Regions from separate parts of the Mus musculus genome. Here regions 1, 2, 4, 5, 6 and 7 are each linked to region 3. A link is a contact called in public Hi-C, HiChIP or PLAC-seq and promoter capture Hi-C data. All regions are on one chromosome and are shown on one strand. Each heading gives the region's core, a stretch centred on a gene start, on an enhancer-like site or on the middle of the called end of the contact. The rest is flanking DNA. Distances are from core to core; before and after follow the strand shown.

What was found. Promoter capture Hi-C pulls out the DNA fragments that hold promoters and counts their contacts. A called contact is a pair of places that touch in the nucleus more often than the background predicts. HiChIP or PLAC-seq counts read pairs in DNA pulled down with a chosen protein or histone mark.
Region 1: a contact with region 3 is called in a promoter capture Hi-C map of pre-B cells, with 9 times the contacts expected there. The contact joins the promoter of Fam151b here to the promoter of Tent2 in region 3. A contact is called at or near these places in 3 of 39 promoter capture datasets (cranial neural crest, liver and pre-B cells) and 3 of 484 Hi-C or Micro-C datasets (CD4 T cells, CD8 T cells and liver).
Region 2: an H3K27ac HiChIP or PLAC-seq map of bone marrow-derived dendritic cells shows a contact between it and region 3, with 4 times the contacts expected there. The contact joins the promoter of Arsb here to the promoter of Tent2 in region 3. A contact is called at or near these places in 2 of 39 promoter capture datasets (embryonic stem cells and liver), 3 of 115 datasets of contacts at active chromatin or transcription factors (bone marrow-derived dendritic cells, memory CD8 T cells and microglia) and 1 of 9 other capture datasets (adipose tissue).
Region 4: a contact with region 3 is called in an H3K27ac HiChIP or PLAC-seq map of thymic regulatory T cells, with 4 times the contacts expected there. The contact joins the promoter of Serinc5 here to the promoter of Tent2 in region 3. A contact is called at or near these places in 2 of 484 Hi-C or Micro-C datasets (CD4 T cells and embryonic stem cells), 10 of 115 datasets of contacts at active chromatin or transcription factors (astrocytes, bone marrow-derived dendritic cells, embryonic stem cells and 6 more) and 2 of 9 other capture datasets (adipose tissue and liver).
Region 5: a Hi-C map of B cells shows a contact between it and region 3, with 18 read pairs. The contact joins the enhancer-like site here to the promoter of Tent2 in region 3. A contact is called at or near these places in 2 of 39 promoter capture datasets (the C10 cell line and pre-B cells) and 1 of 484 Hi-C or Micro-C datasets (B cells).
Region 6: a promoter capture Hi-C map of hippocampal neurons shows a contact between it and region 3, with 5 times the contacts expected there. The contact joins the promoter of AW495222 here to the promoter of Tent2 in region 3. A contact is called at or near these places in 8 of 39 promoter capture datasets (the 3T3-L1 cell line, the C10 cell line, cranial neural crest and 4 more), 2 of 484 Hi-C or Micro-C datasets (cerebral cortex and embryonic stem cells), 8 of 115 datasets of contacts at active chromatin or transcription factors (the 230-238 cell line, SST interneurons, astrocytes and 5 more) and 2 of 9 other capture datasets (adipose tissue and liver).
Region 7: a contact with region 3 is called in a Hi-C map of CD8 T cells, with 6 times the contacts expected there. The contact joins the promoter of Msh3 here to the promoter of Tent2 in region 3. A contact is called at or near these places in 2 of 39 promoter capture datasets (hippocampal neurons and pre-B cells), 3 of 484 Hi-C or Micro-C datasets (CD4 T cells, CD8 T cells and pre-B cells), 1 of 115 datasets of contacts at active chromatin or transcription factors (the SCID.adh cell line) and 2 of 9 other capture datasets (adipose tissue and liver).

Annotation. Positions count from the first base shown.
Region 1 is chr13:92,482,603-92,485,302 of GRCm38.p6, forward strand. Fam151b (family with sequence similarity 151, member B) reads right to left here and starts at 1,429. Exons shown (of 6, transcript NM_001163627.1): 1 at 1,326-1,429. The coding sequence starts at 1,350. Gm52060 (a long non-coding RNA gene) reads left to right here and starts at 1,471. Exons shown (of 3, transcript XR_003950692.1): 1 at 1,471-1,534; 2 at 2,343-2,417.
Region 2 is chr13:93,770,397-93,773,096 of GRCm38.p6, forward strand. It overlaps Arsb (arylsulfatase B), which reads left to right and starts at 1,283. Exons shown (of 8, transcript NM_009712.3): 1 at 1,283-1,696. The coding sequence starts at 1,382.
Region 3 is chr13:93,191,043-93,193,742 of GRCm38.p6, forward strand. Tent2 (terminal nucleotidyltransferase 2) reads right to left here and starts at 1,375. Exons shown (of 15, transcript NM_133905.3): 1 at 1,052-1,375.
Region 4 is chr13:92,609,741-92,612,456 of GRCm38.p6, forward strand. Serinc5 (serine incorporator 5) reads left to right here and starts at 1,398. Exons shown (of 12, transcript NM_172588.2): 1 at 1,398-1,547. The coding sequence starts at 1,521.
Region 5 is chr13:92,637,986-92,640,685 of GRCm38.p6, forward strand. All of the region lies in intron 1 of Serinc5 (serine incorporator 5), which reads left to right. Among named protein-coding and RNA genes, the nearest start is that of Serinc5, 28 kb to the left of the region's middle. Within about 2 kb of position 1,371, at least 51 of the 459 cell types and tissues checked have an H3K27ac peak or open chromatin away from gene starts, as enhancers often do. A contact at or near this core is called in B cells, where this site is marked.
Region 6 is chr13:93,717,775-93,720,474 of GRCm38.p6, forward strand. It overlaps AW495222 (expressed sequence AW495222), which reads right to left and starts at 1,401. Exons shown (of 3, transcript NR_045086.2): 1 at 1,110-1,401. The region is part of intron 13 of Dmgdh (dimethylglycine dehydrogenase precursor); the gene reads left to right.
Region 7 is chr13:92,353,711-92,356,410 of GRCm38.p6, forward strand. It overlaps Msh3 (mutS homolog 3), which reads right to left and starts at 1,293. Exons shown (of 24, transcript NM_010829.2): 1 at 1,053-1,293. The coding sequence starts at 1,190. It overlaps Dhfr (dihydrofolate reductase), which reads left to right and starts at 1,073. Exons shown (of 6, transcript NM_010049.3): 1 at 1,073-1,634; 2 at 1,940-1,989. The coding sequence starts at 1,549. It also overlaps the pseudogene Gm19308.

The DNA of each region.
Region 1 (2,700 bases), core at 179-2,678, 710 kb before region 3:
CCTGGAGCTTACCAAGAAGACAACTCTGAGTGGTGTGCTATCTCCTTCCATGGATCCATCTGTTCCCATCCCCCCCAGTGCCCTCCTGTACCAGGGTCCCTGGTTTTCACACAGGCTGTGTGGATGGAACTCTTGTCCTCATGCCTGCAAGGCAAGAAGCTTTGCAAATGAGCTCTTTCTCCAGCCCTGCCAATGTGATTTTGACACCTACCTCTCCCTCTTTTGTGGGCCTCGTGGGAAGAAATACCTAAGAAATTGATATTGAATTGATCTACTATGGGTTGGGAGGGGAAAAGTCTCACCTTACCCAATAAATATGCACCATAAACATTTACAGAAACTTTCTTAAAATTCACAGTACAAAACCAGAGGGAGGCCCCCAACCTTGAGAGAGTCCACTCTATTCCTTCTTTGACGTTTGATAAATATAAGAACAAATAAAAAGAGTGTGAAGTTGAAGAGAGGTTTGGTAAGATCTGGGGGAGAGGGAAAGATAAATTGATCAAAATACATTGTTTAAAATCTTCAAAGGTTTTATGCAAAATAAAGAAATATTTAATGTTTATGTGTGTGTTAAAAAGCAGAGACGGAGAGATGGCTCAGAGGTTAAGAGCACCAACTGCTCTTCAAATTTGAAGGTCCTGAGTTCAAATCCCAGCAACCACATGGTGGCTCACAACCATTCGTAATGAAATCTGATGCTCTCTTCTGGGGTGTCTGAAGACAGCTACAGTGTACTTACATTTAATAAATGAAAAATCTTAAAAAAAAATAAAATAAAGAAGGTAGAGGGCTGAAGAGATGGCCTAGCAGTTAAGGGCACTGACTGCTCTTCCAGGGGTCCTGAGGTCACTTCCCCAGCAACCACATGGTGGCTCTCAACCATCTGTAATGGAATCCGATGCCCTCTTGTGGCGTGTCTCAAGACAGCTGCAGTGTACTCATACAAATAAAACAAAACAAACAAACAAAAAGTGAAAGGTTAAAAAAAAAAGATAATGTGGTATGTATGTAAGACCTTTTTGGAAGGATCCACCCACGAATGTGTAGCAGAAATTTGAGGGGGAAATGGGCTAATGATTGGGAAGGACTAGAGACCTTACTGAACCATTTTGAACTTTTAATATCAAAAATGAATTTTCCTTTTGTATCTAAACAATCGATTTACCCTAAATTGTTTCTACCTTTGTCACACGGAGATACTCTTCGGCCTCAGTTAAATCAGCCACCACTTGAACACCCCGCAGACACTGGCATTTACAACTCAATAACAAAACAGGAAAAAGAGTAGGCGGTACCCTGCCCGCTGAACCCTCCACACTTACCCGGGCCCCCTGCACATGCTGCCATGGTGACAGACAGACGCAGCGATCTGCGCAGGTGCACAAGGTTGGCAGTCTCCTGGTTGTCTTCCTGGCGGAAGCCAGATGACCTGACCGGAACCTCTGCGCCAGTGATGTAAAAGGTGCGCATGCGCACTGGAACTGCTAGGCTTGGGGCAGGGAGAGAAGCGGGGATAGTGGGAAGAGAGGAGGTGGGTCGCGGGGAGAGGATTGCGGGGCACATTTCCCATAGTGCAGTGGTCCAGTTCTGGTGTGGAGCTACTCATTCTAGGGTACAGCGGGCTGCAAAGCTAGAATACATTACCTGACAGCACAAACGGAAGTGGTTCTCGCCCAACCCTTCAGAGAGTAAAATTTTTAAGTCACTCTGACTTGAGTGGCAATTTTGGCCTCAACCGGGTCTCCAAAGTCTCTGGATTTCCTCCAGCTCAGCCAGAAAATATAGCCCCATTGCTTTATGGTCTTTGGTTTTCTACCTGTATCTTCACATTTAAACTTACTTCTTTACAAACAGCATAAACCACACACCTCTCACCTCAAGAGTTTATTCCTGAACCAAGTATGAGTGATAATCGTTCTAGAACACGAAACCAGTTGCCCCAGACATATTGCATAGTTTAGTAGTGTTTTTCGCTGTTTAAGAAAGTTATATATCCTGGAAAATTTCAAATACTTTTGTGGAAACATCAGGCATGCAGTTTACAGCAAACTGAGTGCACGTTTCCGTTCCTATCCGACGGTTCTTGGGTTTCAGGCTGGTACTGTGTTAACACATTCCAAAAGTTTCACCTAGTCACAAGGACATGAGGTCAAGTAAGCAATGCAATTAAGGGAGCTAAACACAGCACAAGAAGATGCTGCTAGAGCTTCAACATTCCAACACCCTCACCCTGGAAGTTCTAACCACCAGCCTTGTTAGTAATGAAATTGCTATTATCAAAGTACTCCTACGAATACAGGCAAGATTTCTAATGGATTTTTGTTCCTTTCTGCAATTAGGATGCTTTTTACCAATCGCGGAGTAAAAAACGTTCAGACAGAAGCAATGGAACCTACTTACACTCCATAACCCAGGTAATTAATATAGTATGACTACACAATGCTACACTGTAAGTAAGAAATGTCACTATGAACACGGTGTGGATGACCCTGGAAAAGTTAAAAACTATGAGTCGTTGCGTATGTAAAGGAAATCACTGTCAGGTAGGCAGCTGTGCCCTGTGCTCACTGCAATGTTAACTCCTAAAAGCAAGACACAAAACCAACCTAAGATCCACCAGTAGATGAATAGATAAAATGTAGCAAGGCCCATCATGAAGTTCAGGGTTCATATAGGAGACCCTGTTATTTGCAACAA
Region 2 (2,700 bases), core at 33-2,532, 580 kb after region 3:
GGGAGATGAAGAGGCAGGAGGACAGAGAGCTGGAGGAGCTATCCTGGGGTACATAGTAAGCACCTGCTTAAAAACAAAAAGGAGAGGACTATAGAAAACAATTATGGAGTAGAAGAATATGCAGAGACCACACTATCCCCAACACAAAAGCGAACAAACAACTCTTCTAAGATATTGTTTTTGGGTTTAAAAATGCCAAAATTTAAAACTTTCTGGCTATATTTTACTAAGGATAAGTAGTAGTTATCTACTTCAAAGAAAACTCTTATGTATGTTAAGAGGGAAACATATATTCAAGGATAATCTTTTTTTAAAAAGGAAAATTTTGGCCGGGCGTGGTGGCACACACCTTTAGTCCCAGCACTCGGGAGGCAGAGGCAGGCGGATTTCTGGGTTCAAGGCTAGCCTGGTTTACAAAGTGAGTTCCAGGACAGCCAGGGCTACACAGAGAAACCCTGTCTCAAAAAAAAAAAAAAAAAAAAACCACACACACACACAAAAGAATTTTTTTACTCTCACACAAATCACAAATGCAGAAATGAATACATCATGTGATTTCATCTAATTTATTAGTGAGAAACCGATAAGAAATTAAAATTGGTTATAAGGAACAATACCACAAACGCCCATCAGCCAACCGCATGGAAGTCAGTTGAGTACATCAGCAATAATTACTTTTCAAGGGTATCATTCATCCAGAGCTTCTAAAGCTGTAAAGTAACTCCCACGGACTCGGCCTCAGCCAGAGAGGGTGTGTCCTTCAGGCAGCGCACATTTTTTCTCTCTCCACCTAACAGTTATCACTCATCTCTAGACATTGAGTAAGCAAGTAGACAGTCTTAGGTGGGCATACCCCGAATGTCTTGAAATGAAACTTCACCATTTCATTTTAGATTCTGGGCAGACAGAATGAATGTGTTTGGCCCACTGATGATGGGAAGGAAGTGGCTTCATGGGTACACACTGCACAAAGGAATCTGAAACACCATCTGCACCACCTCTCTTCTCTCATCTGTAATGGTCCAAACCATTACAGGGTTTCTTCTGGGGATAAAAGGAGCGCTAACTATAGTGCTTAGCTGTCAAGTTTGCGGCTAGATTTAATCAGATAAAGGTTGTGAAACAGCTTTGGAACTTGTGGCTCTCGAGTTCATGGCTAAAATAAAGAACGGGCCTCTGGGCCTTGGAAGGACCGGCTGAGTTCGCCCGCGCGCTCTGTGCGGCTCCTCCCCCGGCCCCCGCGGGAGGCGGAGGCCGTGGACGCCGGCCCTCCCCAGCCCGCGGCCCGCCCAGGTGGATGAAATCTTGCTGGGGAGCCCGGCCGCTCAGTTCCCGATTCTGTCGGGGGTGCCCGCAGCACGGGCTCTGCAGGCTGCTAAGGATGGGCAAGCTTAGCCCGTGCACTGGCAGGAGCCGGCCTGGAGGTCCCGGGCCGCAGCTGCCACTCTTGCTGCTGCTGCTGCAGCTGCTGCTGCTGCTGCTGTCGCCGGCCCGGGCCTCCGGAGCTACCCAGCCTCCGCATGTGGTCTTCGTGCTGGCGGACGACCTGGGCTGGAACGACTTGGGTTTTCACGGCTCGGTCATCCGCACGCCGCACCTGGATGCGCTGGCGGCCGGCGGCGTGGTCCTGGACAACTACTACGTGCAGCCGCTGTGCACGCCCTCGCGGAGCCAGCTGCTCACCGGCCGCTATCAGGTACTAGGCGGCCTCCAGCCCCGCGTGACCCCGCGAGCCCGCCAGCTCAGTCGGACCGCGCTCGACAACCCTGGCTTCCCCAGGCTGCTGCCTAGGGCCACTGCGCATGCCTGACTTCCTCCTGGTGGCCGAAGGCAGGAGTGGCTTTCGTTTTCTCTAGGTCAGAGGAGAGCGGGGTTTCTGGGATCTCGAGGTGCTGTGTCTGTGAACCCCCAAAGAGAAGGATAGACGAGGTCCTGAGGAGAAAGGATGGAGAAGAAAAGGGAGGCCCAAGGAGCTCCAGAGGGCCATTAAAGTGAGAGGCTGCACTGGGACGGACCCTAGTGACTGACGCGGTGTGTCATAGATCAGGAGTGACCTACTTGAGCCAGGAGGATAGGAAGCCATGTAGATGGGAGTTTCAGAGATTAATTTAGAAACACTAAAAAGACTTGGGATTGTTGACAAGGGACGCATCACCCGAAAAGCCTTCAGTGAATGAGCGTGGGGGTGGGGTATGTGAAAGATCTTAAGCTTTCTCTCAGCCCCTGTTGTACCTGGGAGTCAGGCCACAGGTGAGATAAGGTGCACCCCAGGCTCCTATATCTTTCCTTTACTAAGTTACCCCCTTGCCTATAACTATGCATATGTCAACAACGTGGAAATTCCAGCACCCACGCTCAGATCCTCCGCTGTGCATGGCTAACAATGGAAGTCATTTCCAGGTTCTCCGTACCCCTACAATGAAAATAAGGGTGCTGATATTTCTTCTACCTTTGAGGGTGAATCCAGCCCACATGAGTCTCTTCACTGCCCCTTTAGAGAGTATGTCCCCCACAGAGTATGTGTATGTTAAATGACTGGGAACAGTAAGAACGTATCTTGTAGTGTTTTTATTGTACTGAAACGTTTTTAAAAACCACTTTATGAGGTAGTTATCTTGAACGCCCTTTACAGGCGAGGAGATAGCTTGCCTAAATTGGATGTCAGCGGGGGAGTCACACGGCTATAAATTGCAATCCTTA
Region 3 (2,700 bases), core at 125-2,624:
TCAAATTGATCTCAACAAGAAGTTATAGACTACTCAAGTTTACATAACTGTCTCTTCACCAAGATTCCTGAGAAAGTAGCAATTTCCTACAAGAACTGCATGGCTTAATCAAGTTATGTGTGCACTCTAAGTGTCTTGGATCAGTTCTTTGTTCTACAACACAAGTGTAACTCCCAGATCCTGCTCAGCATGCACTGTCAAAACCACCTTCAGGCTCTGAACAGAGCATTCTTTTTATTAAAAATTAAATTCCATCTAAGAGTTTCACAGAGTCTGTGTATTTCTCGAACACATACAATTGGGGCAATTCACACCAACCAGTGTTTCTATTACAGGTTACTAATCAGTACAGATTAACCGTGTTAATAGCTGTTAACACAGCAAAGCCCTATAGTACTAAACTATGTACTATGATGGTAGTGTGACTTCACAAAAACCATACGCTAAACACGTTAAATTTCCAATCCTGTTTGACCTGCACAATTTTTCCTCTTCCTCTTATCAACAAACTAATTACTTTAAACAACGCTCAAATAGGGCAAAACAAGAAACTTAAATCACAGATACCAGGAAACACATTGCCCCTTGTGTTCTTAAGCAGTTAAAGAAAGGAGAGCCCAACCACAAATATGACTAGGAAAAGTGAATTCGACCATCAGCCAGTCCTGACCTGACTGAGATGACTCCATGCTGTTTAATTGTCTCAGAGATAAATGCCTTCCACAAGAGTTCGTTAATTTAGACATTTACCTTGGGTCTCCACTGCCTTTTGGAACTCCAAGAGGGAGTATCAAGACAGTCTTACTCTTTCGGTCTAGGGAGTGAGGAGAGGGCGGGAGGCGACATGAGAACTAGCGAGAAGACAGATCAGAGAAAGGCCAACATTCTTCCCAAAGTCCGGCGGCCTGGGAACGCCCCTAATCCAGGGAGCTCCGGGGGAGCGCCAGGCTCTCCCGCGCAAAACACAGCGCCAGTCTCAGCCAAGTTTCACGCGCCCGGCCGGGGACCGGGGCCTGCACTCGTGCATCCCCACCGAAGCCCTGAAACTCACCGGCGTCCACGCCGAAGGGCCGAGCGGGGCCCAGCGGCACTGCCCGCCAACACGCTCCCAGGCCGGAGCTGCCGCCCGAGCAGGCAGAGGTAGGAGCAGCCAGCGGCCCGGCGCAGCGAGGCCCAGCTCGGGCGGGCAGGGCGGCGGAGAGTCACGAGCCTAAGGCCAGGCCCGCGCGGCCGTGGAAGGCTGGGGGTGGCGACAACAAAAAGAAAGGGGGGTGGGGGAGGAAAAAAAAAAAAAGGCGGAAGACTAAAAAGTCGCCGAAAAGGCGGCGTAGACAACCCTGTCACAGGACCCGGAAGATCAACGTGACCCCGGAAAGGAATCATCAGCGGGAGCGAAAGGTCAGACTTCCGGCAGCCGACACTGGAGAGCGCGTTTGCTGAGCTGCGCAGGCGCACAGCCCCACCCTGGTCCAGCCAGGGAGTCTGCGGCGGCTGCTGAGATGGTGGCGAGGGAAGGTACAGCCCGGCCCTTCCGCAGGGCAGTAGGCCACCCCGCTCCGCTGGCGCCGCCTCCTAAGTTACGTGCCGCTGGCCATTTCCAGGAGGCCTGTTCTGTCCATGGAGGGCCTTCCAGGAGATATCCAAAACCAACCTTCCCATTGCTGGAAAGATCAGTATGAAATCGTGGGTGATGTTCTCCTCAACAACAAACAAACAAAAACAGTTTCTTGGAGACAAAATCATGCCTCTAAGGCCCCCAAAACCACCCACACATTACCCTGCCCTAGCTCGCACTCACTTGTCTAACAAATACCCACCATTGTTTCTCATTGAGAGAACTTTAGTATCTGGTGAAACTGTCTAAACTGCTTGATTTATTGATGAATATCTGTAAACAATAGCCCTGTTTTGTCCCCGTAGAATCTGACCGTTCCCAATCCCGAAAGTAATGATTTGTTTACTGCTTTTTGGTTTTCTTGTTATTTATTCTGGGTTTTTTTCCCCCATTGTTTTTAGTTTGGTTGTTTTTTTGTTTTTGTTTTGTTTTTGTTTTGTCGGGACAGGGTTTCTCTGTATAGCCCTGGCTGTCCTGGAACTCACTTTGTAGACCAGGCTGGCCTCGAACTCAATAGTTATTCAATTTTTAATTTTTCTACCTTAATTCACAAACTGAGGTCATTTCTGTGATAATACTTAGAGTCGTTTGATAACTTACTATATGAATAATAACTTAACTGAATCCCACTTATTTCGATAAAGAGTTTTCGTTTCACTTGACTTGCAAAGTCTTTATAAATTATATTTGAATCATTTAAATAATTTTTTAAAAAACTTGTCACGTGCTTCCGAGTATCATCTGATGTGGTAAATGTTAATTGTGCTTTGGTAATAAAGTATGTTCAGTTATTGTGTAGAGTATTTTATAAATGTCAGTTAAGTTGATCTTCAACATGGCTCTGGTTTCCTGTCTTGCTTGTCTTTTCGGGCATAAAAAGGGCATATAAGAAGGCTAGGGCCAAGACAGGTGTGGTGGTGCACGCCTTTAATCCCAGCACTTGGGAGGCAGAGGCAGGCGGATTTCTGAGTTCAAGGCCAGCCTGGGCTACAGAGTGAGTTCCAGGACAGCCAGGGCTACACAGAGAAACCTTATCTCGAAAAACCTAAAACAAACAAACAAAAATGTCAGCCTATCATGTATGA
Region 4 (2,716 bases), core at 148-2,647, 580 kb before region 3:
CAGGAGTCCACTACGAGGTCTCTGATCCTAATCCAGTGACACTGGGACACTGGGTGAGGGGTCTCCTAAAAGAGTGGGTAAGTTCCAGCTCAAAGGTTTGGACAGTTTACCCCCCTCCCCCACCTCTTGGTCGGTTCCCACAAAGACAAACTCTTGGTGTCAGACCGGTTTCCCCAGGGGCTGAAGTTCTAAGTCTAGTGACCGCCCTGCAGCAAACAATGGAGCTCGCTGTGAAGCCCTGCGGAGGTCCTGGCTCTGAGTTACAGGCTGCCACCCAGCAGGTTGCTCCTCCCACACCTTCTTATTTTTAGTTACAGCCACTGTCTTCATAACTTTTCTTAACCGCCAAGTAGGGCTCGGTTGTGTGTGTTACTCTAAACTCCTGGATCTAAGACGCCAGAAGATTCAGCGTTGGTAATAACTAAAGCACGGATTATCAAAAACAGTTTTTTTTAGTTTCTATCTCCTAAAGTTCCCAAGACACTATAGGCAAAGGCTCTGTCCAGGGAAGGTCAAGTCCTGGGTTTTGTGCCTGAGGATCAGACGCTAGGCTAGGATTGTCAGCTAGGCGTTTTCACTTCCCAAGGCTTTAGGCAAGCTATTCAAGTTACTTATCCGCTGTCACTTTCCTCACACGGGTACAGCAATGTTTATCTGAAATACTCTTCCAACCAAAAAGGCATTGGTGTAAAAATCATACTAACAGAAATGGTTTTACATTTGAAGTAACCGTGAGAAGAGATTCAGGTAGAGAGCAAAACTTGGCACTCCCTTGGCATCCAACAAGCAAATGTTGGAATCCTCCTTTCAACGTGGGTCAGCTGAGAGGCAACTAGGACCCCAACCTAGGTTCCCAGATCGACTCTCGGTCAGAGTTCCGCGGGAACAGCAGGTGGAACAGCTAGGCGCCTGGGGAGACCTGGCATCTGAGGGGGTGCGGGAACAGAGGGGTTTCCCGAACGTGGATCTGGTAGATGCCTGAGGAGTAAGGCGATCGCAGTCCCATACCAGTGGCGCCCTCGTGGAGGGACCAGCGCAGGGCATTCGGGAGGGAGTCTTCCTCTAGGGCTACGGTTTTAACTACCAAAGGCAAGCGGATCTAGTTTACTGGATCCGGGGCGGAGGAGCGCCGCGAAACCCGGCGGGTCAGTAAAACCCGAGAGCTTGTAAAGACTGCATTCCCTTGGTCTAACTCCGGCGGAAGTGCCAGAGAGGAAGAAGCCCACTGTGCTGCCCGGAAAGGGGCGGGGCCATAGCCATCCGCCGGGCCGCTCAAGGGGCGGGGCCTAGGATATGGGGCGGAACCTACACTCGGGGCGGTCTTAGGGCGGAGCCTGTGGGGCGGGGCTTGGCGGCGGTTGTTTTCGGGCCAGGGTACGGGGCTCTCAGCTGGGCTGCTGGGCTCGGGGATAGGAAGCAAGACGAGCTTCTTCAGTCGCGCGCTCGCGGACCAAGCCGAGAGGGCCCGAGTGACGGGCCCAGCGGGCAGCGTCCCCGAGGCGAGGTCGTCGGCCGCGGTGATGTCTGCCCGGTGCTGTGCTGGCCAGGTGAGCGAGGCGGGCTGCCGCGCGGGTTATCAGAATCGCGGACACCGACGCGAGCCAAGCTCGAGTTCTGGAAACCCTGTGGGCGGGAAGGGACGCGGGGAAGCCCGAGAGGCAACCCCAGCGACCTCGGTGTTCGGCCTCCGGGATTCCGGGCTGGCAGGGCGAGCGGGTCTGGAGCTGAGGATCCCATCGGTTCCCAGGACGTGTCACCTCCGGTCGAAGCCTCGAGTAGTGGCTCTGAGTTCCGTAGCTCTCCTGCCACTGCACTGCCTGTGGGATAAATCCAGGAAAAACGTGGGGTTGGACAAGATCTCTGTTTCTGTACTCCGAGCACAACTGGTCAGTCCGAGCAGGGCGGCCGCGTTTGGCATCTCCAGGTCTAGAACATGGGGCTCTGTATTCACGAGAACGTCTGGATATCCGATTTGCAAACTCCCGGACACAAGTCTAGGCACAGGGAAGGCTCAGCCCTGCTTTATGGGTTTACCGACCGGACCCTACCCAACCCTGACTGGGCACGAGCCTTCGCTCCCTTCTTTGCAACTCATCTTGCTGGAACCTGTTTTGTAATCTTGCCAGTTAAATTCACGATATCCAAGCCATAGGAGGCTCCTAACTGGAGAGAATTATTAGGTTTTAGCCCTTTAATGCTAATTTCCCTTTTTTTTCCTGCAGGGTTAGAAAAACAACAGCGAACTAGGTAAAGCCATCTGGATGTCTTTCTCCCATGTTGTCTTTTTGTTAGGTTTTAAGGGGTTATAAAAAACAAAAACAAAACCTCGAATCTGATCGCGGTGGGTGGGCATTCAGGTGCAGGACTGGTCTTGTTTACTTTGAACGTCAGGACAATGGGAGCCAGCTGTACGTGCTGTAGGGGGTTAAGCTGTGTCTCTGGACCCATCAGGTTTAGTGGCCTATAGTAGTCCTGTCCTCTTAGAGGTGGCCCTGTATGTCAAGCTGGCATTTTTCAGAAATGAGGAAAGTGGGGCTTTTTGGTTTGAGTAAAATGATGCCCGTCCCCTCAATGTCTGGAAAGGAAGGACGAAGGAATATGACCCATTCAGGCTTTTTAGACCAAGAGGGGCAGAAAAGATTGTTTTCAGAAAATTGCAAATATTCATTCTCTCTCTCTCTCTCTCTCTCTCTCTCTCTCTCTCTCTCTTTGCTGG
Region 5 (2,700 bases), core at 121-2,620, 550 kb before region 3:
AGCCCCCAGGTAGATTCTGGGAATTGAACCTAGATCCTCTACAAGAGCCACGAGAGCTTTAAACCTTGGAGCCACCTCTCCGTTCTGTGCAGTTCTTTCTTAGGAAGGCGGTGCATGCCTCGCTGCTGTTTAGAATGCTTGTTCACTATTCTGTGTGGACCACTGTCTCACCTTTTCTCCGGGACTGGGGGATATAGTGGTTGGTACTGCTCAGGTAAAGGAGACAGGCCTTTGGGTTTATTGATCTCTTCTTACAGCTCAGATCTGTAGAACAGTCTTGCCCTACTTCTAGTATATAAAAGCTATAAAATTAAAGGACAAAAATAAGCAAGGTGGATTCTAACCTTGACTTGCTTATGTCATGTCTTAGAGGCAGCTTGCTAAACCTGAAGGACATTATGTTCAATAAAACAAGCCAGTTACAGAAGGACAAATATCGTATGACTCCATTCAGACAAAGTACCTGAAGTTGTTAAAACACAAAACAAGAGAAAGAGGGGTTCTAAAGGTTATGTATGGGGCAGGAAGCAAAAGGAGGAGCCTGTGTTGAGTAAGAAGAGTTTGGGGCTACGTGTGTGTCCTAAAGACCACGTGAATGTCCTTAATGCTGATGAACTGTAAGCAGACATATGGCTAAGGTGGTACACTCAGTGTTTTCACATATAAAAATGAGGTGAATTTGGGGGTGCAGAGAGGAAGGGATGGGCAAGTACAATGTTAAGTGAGGTCCTTGTCCTCCTTTGCGAGAAAGGAGTTGAAGAACAGACCACTGTGAGCCCATGTGTACCTGGTTGTCATATGTTCATTTTCAGTATGTGTTTGTGCACGCTGGAACATTTCTGAGAGGTGTTTGGCAGCAGTGGTCACTGCAGAGGATCGGTAGAGGAAGTCGGAGGGTAGGCAGTCATGTCTGGACATTAGGTTGTCATTTGACAGTTTTCTATGCTGTCTAGGTTCATCTTGCTATTTAAAATTTTCAAATCTTGTTTCGGCAAAGCTACATGGGTAAAATTTGGCATCTTGTATCATTGCATTTCTCAAGATTGCTTTGATTTTGAAACTGATATTGAAATCCCTGTCCTTGGAGAGTCAGAGAGTATAGGAGGAGGTGGTGCATGAAGCGTTTAGAAAGTGGGGGTGACCATAACAGAGCTAACCCACTTTTGTTCAGAACAGAAACGCAGATGTCTGGCTGCACATCTGGTACAACTATGTCCTGGTACTTATTTTTATCTGCATGCCCACAATTTACATATGTAAATGGAGGTTTTTTTTTTCTTCTGAAGTTCTGAGGTGTAACTAGAACTACAGAAAAGGAGTATACCGCCCACAGCAGTGGGTGTTAGGATGATAACTCAGCTGTCAGAGCTCCTTGTCTGGATTCCAGCTGGGCTGTGGGTTGTTAGCAAGTATCACTCCCAGGGCTGTTTTGGTGCAGGACGAAAAAACAGACTTGGGAGCTGCAGCGCCAAGACTCAGCCATTTCAACGTGTGCTCTTAAGGAAACTGAATGTTGAGAGACCCGTAAAGCACATAAAACACTTTATGTAAACTTTATAAAGCACTTTACAGCAGGCTTATGATTTCAGGAGCATGAAGCACTTTCAGCCCCCGAAGTGTTAGGAATTTGCCTTTGGGGGCACTTTGTTCTGCTTAAACTAACAGGTGCTCAGAAACACTCCTTATTCTTAAAGTGGGATTGGACAAATGCCCAACTTCCACTTCTCTCTTGAGCAGAAGATCCAACCAAATAGCTTAAGAAGCTTTTGTTATTGTATTGGTGGTGGTGGTGGAAGTGTGTGCGTGCATGTGTGAATCCTGTGTGTGGTGTGCACATGCTAAGGTGCACGTGTGCAGGTTGGAGAACAACATCTGACATTCAGGTCCAGGCCCATTGCTCGCAGTGGCTTTCCTTTCTTCAGCGTGTTGACAAGGTTAACCTGCTGCCAGTGATCAGCTTTTTTACCTTGAAAAAAATAGTATTGCTGTTGCTGTTTTTGTTGGTTTGTTTGTTTGTTTTGAGACAAAGTCCTACAATGTAGCCTTAGAACTTGCTATGGCGTTAGCCTCGAAGTCACAGAGATCTGTCTGCCTTCTCAAGTGCTAAGCTTAAAGTCATGTGCCACCATGCTACATTTTTTTATTATTATTTTTAATGCTGTGTGTGTCTGTCTGTCTGTCTGTCTATCTGTCTGTCTCTCTCTCTCTGTGTGTGTGTGTGTGTGTGTCTGTATTTGCATGTAGTAGTTGGTTTTTTGTCAACTGGTCACAAACCTAGACATCTAGGACAGAGAATCTTGACCTTCAGATTGGCCATTTTCTCATTTTCTTGATTAATGATGGGGGGGGGGAGCTCACTGTGGGCAGTGGTCCTGGAGTGACCTACATAAGCCATGAGATTAAGTCAGTAAGCGTGCAGCTTACACTGCTTTAGTTCCTACCTCCAGGCTTCTGCCTTGAGTTTCTGCCCTGACTCTTTAATGATGGAGTGAGTGTAACCAGAGAGAGCTGTTTACAGCTTCCCCAAGTTGCTTTTGGTGATGGTGTTTGATCCCAGCCACAGAAAACCAACTAGGATATTGCATGTGGCTTTGTGTACATGCAGGTTTCCAGGAAGGCCAGAGATGTAAGATCTCCCAGAGCTTGAGTTGTTACAGGTGCTTGGGTACCTCTGACATAGGGACCTAACGTGGGTGCTCT
Region 6 (2,700 bases), core at 151-2,650, 530 kb after region 3:
AGTTTTCATAGCATTACTACTATCAGTTCCAGCTAGAAGAGAAATCAAATGCCATTAAATGACTTTGAGTAGGGAAAGAACTCCCCTGCCTCTCTGCTTTCCAGATGAGCACTGACTGGGTTTGGGGGTAACGTTTATTCTGCCTTAATTCCCCCTGCTTAGTGGTGAACCCCAGACATTTTCTGGCAGGCACACGCCAGAGGATCTGAGTATCACCTCTCACATCCTTGCTTTCCCTCTGTTACGTTTCATTTCCCTCTCACAATCATCCTTAGGCGAACTAATGTCCTTTTCTTTTGAGGGACAGGGACAGTGGTCCCGTGTGTGTGGGTCTAGTCTTCCCCACCAGTGGGAATCAAGAGCTTCTCTGTGTACAATTGTTAACCACTTACACAACATTTTTATATGCATTGATTCTGCTTTGCTTCTGTCTTAGTTTCCTTCCTGTTTCTGTGGGGGAAAAAAATACCCTGACAGAAGCGAATTCAGGGAGAAAGGGTTTCTTTCAGTTCACAGGTCCAGGTTACAGTCCTTCAGAGTGGGGAAGTCACAGTGACAGTGGCTTGAGAGAACTGGTCATGTCACATCCATAGTCTAAAATGATTGCAAGCCCCTGGACAGCTGCTAACTGGCTTCCTGCACTTTACCCAGGATCCCCTGCCCAGGGAATGTGGTGTCCACAATTATGAAGGGTCTTCCCACATTGACTGTTGTCATCAAGATAAAGCCCCTATGCGCGTTCCCAGAAGCCCTTGTTCTATGACTTAGCTTTACCACGACTCTTATTTTGCATACATTCACTGGGTTCATTGAGCCCCCAACATCCAGATTCCTGTGACCAGGGTCCTATTTACCTTGTGGGAGAAACAAAACCCTAACTTTTACAGAGAACTGACGTTTTAGGGGCCATTGTAAACATGAGCTTCCGAGTGGGGACTCTGGGGTTTAAATCTATCCTTTACTTAACTCTTGGCTGGCTGGCCTGCTCTCTTATAAAATGGAGTATTTATCCTAAAGAATCAGCGCAGACGTAGAGATGGTTAGTAATGAGCCGAACAAACACACTATACAGTTAATTTCTAGGTTAACCTGAGAGCTCAGGTACTTACCCTTGGGCCTTCTCATTGATGCAAGCTTGCAGGAAGCCGGTCCTGCCTGCTGCAGCGAACTCAAGTTTACAGCCAGGACTCAGGCAAGGCCAGCTGCCCTCAGAAAACAAAACAAATTTGTCCCCATGCTCAGGAAAAAGGACAGAGAAGCCACCCCTTGAGAGTTAAACATCGCTGTATTCTAGCCTCAATTTTTCTGATGTTTTTGGTTTTTTTGTTTTTCCTTCTGCTTCCTCTCCCTGGGCTCCATTTTAGGGTCCTCTTTCCCAACAGTGCCAGAGCGCCCTCTAGTGCAGAAACATCGGCGAAGTCGCTCTGTTTCCCTGAAAAAAAAAATCTCTAATTTTGGCAGACTGAAAAATAATTTCAGAGTAACTCAAACTAATTTAGGAAATATGAGAACACTTTTATGTGGTGTAAAGTAGTCTTACGTTTATCTAGTTTATGTCGACTCTTTGGGAGGTTAGAGCAGGCAGTTCTCATTCCCATAAAGAAATGAACAACAAAAAACCCGACTTCCAGAAAGGTCCTCTGCTCATTAACACTTAACTGAGTACATCGAGGTATTCTGTTCCCATTTCTATACATTTAGCAGTTCCTCCTGAGTTCATCTCTTTCATTTCCCCTCAGTTCTCATCGTATAAATTAGAATCTTCAAAAACCCCTTAAAAACAAAACAGTGATAAAAACCCCCTAACTTCATTCAGGTTTAGAACTAAATATTGGATTTCCCCTGAATTGATGCATCCTATCTCGAGTCAGCTAGTTCTGAGCTTTAATCCTCCCTTCCCGTTTTCTTTCTAGAACTCTGCAAAAGCCAGTGTTCTGTCACCTGCTTTCCCCTCTTTACCCCCATTCATGGCTAAATGCAAGCTAAGCAAAGTTACTTGTTACTTTTTTAAAAACACAATTATGTAATTAAAATTATTACATAACATACATGAGATTCTTGTTTGTGAAACACCATGTACTAGCCTTCAAATATTTATTAAGGTAAAAGATCGGAGGCCAGAGAGATGGCTCAGTGGTTAAGAGCACTGTGTGTGCTTCTCCTGCAGAGAAGCAGAGGTCAGTTCCCAGCATCCTCGATGGGCAGCCCCGTTACTTCAGTTCTGGGAGAGCACACCTGCACACACCCACACGCAGACATGAACACATACATGTACACGCAATGAAAACAGATAAATTCATTAACACCTTTAAAATAAAAGAGCAGTGGAAACCAACCCAATGTTCAGTCTCTGTGTTTGCCATATTTAAAAATAACAGCATTTGCCAAAGGCTTCATTTGAATGGAAAATACTGCTTCAGAGACTAGTCCATAATTGGTCTTTTAAAGAATCTTTACTCAAAAACCATCCAGTGTCCTTAATTCTGGGGAGACTAATATAAGAAAGTGATGTCTCTGTTTCTATCATTGTTATGCATCAGCTCAAGGTGGGAGCCAGTGTTTGCCAGTATTTGCTGAGTGAAGGTAATGGGTTTGTTTCTGTTTTAGTAATCTCTTCATCTCCCCTCGCCCTGTACTTGCTGGGAGTGGTGGTGAACTCCTTTAATCCCCTACCTGGAGGAAGAGGCAGGCAGATCTCTC
Region 7 (2,700 bases), core at 43-2,542, 840 kb before region 3:
ATGTCCTGAGACTATCTGTTGGCAGATAATCTATGAAAAACTTAAAACTTTTGCCTAATATCCTCTCAGTGGTGAGTGCAAAATGAATCTTAGTGAATGTACAGAAATAAAAAAAAAGCCTTAAAAAGAGAGAGTAGAGCATTAGTCAGTATTGGAAAGAAATATAAATGAAATGGGTTAAGATTCTTAAACTGATTTGCAACTGCAGTAAAATACAGGAGATGCCCGTTACAATCACCTTCTACATCTTCAGTCTGGGAAATGACCGAGGCCTTAACTCACCCTGAACAAGTGTGACACATTGCCAGCTAGTGTGGGAAACATCCTTGGGCCTGTGTTTGTGGCAGTATCACGATGGGGTTTTGGTTTTGTTTCTCTTTGCTTTGCTTTGAACTATCTGATGGGCTGCAAGCAACAGGAAGTAGCCAACTATAAGCATGTACAGAAACTTCATCCATCTAAATGCTTACACTGGAAATCTGTACAGTAAAACGATATTCTGGCACGGGGATCAGAAAGACAGAGCACATGGTTTTGAATTCTGAGAAACTAGCCTTAATGACAGCTTTCTTCTAGTCAGCCAAGCAAGCATATGTAAATAAAGCTCCTCTTCAACCATCAATACAGTAGGGAAAATGTAAAGGAAAGAATGAAGAACAGAGGTTAAAAAACGCATCCTGGGCCGGCCGGCCAGTCCTCGCCATTCACCACGATAGAAGTTTCTGGCTCGGGTTCCGGCTACCGACTGGAAGCACCAAGACCTCAAATCTATTACCGCTGGTCGGGTAAAAAAGTCAACTAAAACAAGGACCAGAAGAAGCCGCCACCTTAAGCCTTCCCTGGCCCCGCCCCTTAGCCCTACCCACCATTAATAAGCTCTCCATAAGGCCTCCGCTTCCGGCCACGACGGCTACGCACCCGCCCCACCCTGACCCCGCCCCTAGCGGTCCGGCCCCACCCCGCCCTCTAGCTCCGCCCCGTCCCAGACAGAACCCGCCCGGGACGGCCTTCGCCTAGGTGGACGCTAGGGGCGCCGCGGAGCCGTACTTTACCTTCTCTGCTGGCTCCGTGGAGGACGCGCTGGATCTTAGGCTTCCCGCAGACCTGAAGAACCGGCTTAGAACCGTTTGCCTCCCCGGGCCTGGGCCGGCGGCAGTAGAGCCTCCCGACGCGGATTTCCCGCGGGGCATTGCAGTGTGCAGAAGAGCCGGCCTGCTAGGAGCGCGAGCGCGCGGCCGCACTTTCTCGCGCCTGCGCGCGCGCACGCCTCAACCTGTGCGGGACCGGCCTTGGGGGCGGAGCCTTAGCTACACAAATAGAATGCGCGGCGGGCCTTGGTGGGGGCGGGGCCTTAGCTGCACAAATAGGATGCGCGGCGGGCCTTGGTAGGGGCGGAGCCTTAGCTGCACAAATAGGATGCGCGGCGGGCCTTGGTGGGGGCGGGGCCTAAGCTGCGCAAGTGGTACACAGCTCAGGGCTGCGATTTCGCGCCAAACTTGACGGCAATCCTAGCGTGAAGGCTGGTAGGATTTTATCCCCGCTGCCATCATGGTTCGACCATTGAACTGCATCGTCGCCGTGTCCCAAAATATGGGGATTGGCAAGAACGGAGACCTACCCTGGCCTCCGCTCAGGTATTGGCCGGGCTGGGCTCGGGAAACTGAGGCGGTTCACTGAGTAGGGTCATGCACTTGGCTTGGACGCGCGGGACGGGCGTGAGCGGTAGGCCTACCGGCCTCAGCCAGAGACCAAGCTACCGGTTCCCGCGGTGATCCCCCTGCTGTGCCAGCCTTTGCTCACAGGCTCCCTGGCCGGGAGCAAAGTCCTGTCCTTGAGCGGGCAGCAACACCACCCCCCACACCCACACCGGACTTGCACCTTTCGTCGCTGAATGGAGCCTGAGCATACATGACGGGTTAACTGTTTCTCTAACTTTCAGGAACGAGTTCAAGTACTTCCAAAGAATGACCACAACCTCTTCAGTGGAAGGTAATGTAGAGTAATTAAGTCATGAGAATTATGTTTGCTTGAAGCAAGATTTACATGGTAGAGGTATGAGTAGAAAGTCTCCCCTGGGAATCTGGGATCTCTGTTTCTTGCTAGAAATTTTTGTGCGATTCCCAGATTTTATTAAACATCCTCTTAGAATACTCTATGTTTGAAATTTTGTTAGCAAGTGCATATAGCTCGAATATAACTGGGCAGAATCGGCAGCAAAATTTAGCACTTTGAATAGAGACCTGAGCCGGTATTTAGAATTGTTACTGAAAGACAGAAGACTTGAGTAAATGGAGAAAAATGCAGGGGAGAAGAGGCTAAAAATAATTTAAATCTGTTGGCTTTAGGAAGACACGGTGGGATGAAGGCTGTGGTCTTCAGTGAGGCAGTCTGGGTGACTGACTTTAAAAGAATGGGGAGTGGTGTGCAATAATTATAAGGCAGTTTCCCATTACTTGTGATTGTAAGGACATTCGCTGTAATTCTTCCTAACAGACATGTTTGCTTATTGCTTATCATTGTAGGAGAGGAGGGCAGAGCTGATGGGAAAAAGAAGTCAGCAGTGTAGATGTTGAACATTAGTAGAGAACATAGTAGGTCACTGTGTAGACAGGTTGACAAATGCCATCTTGGGGGCGTGGCACAAAACATGCACACAAGCCACCTATTCATGTTCTCTACTGAGTAGCCTGGCGTTGGGAT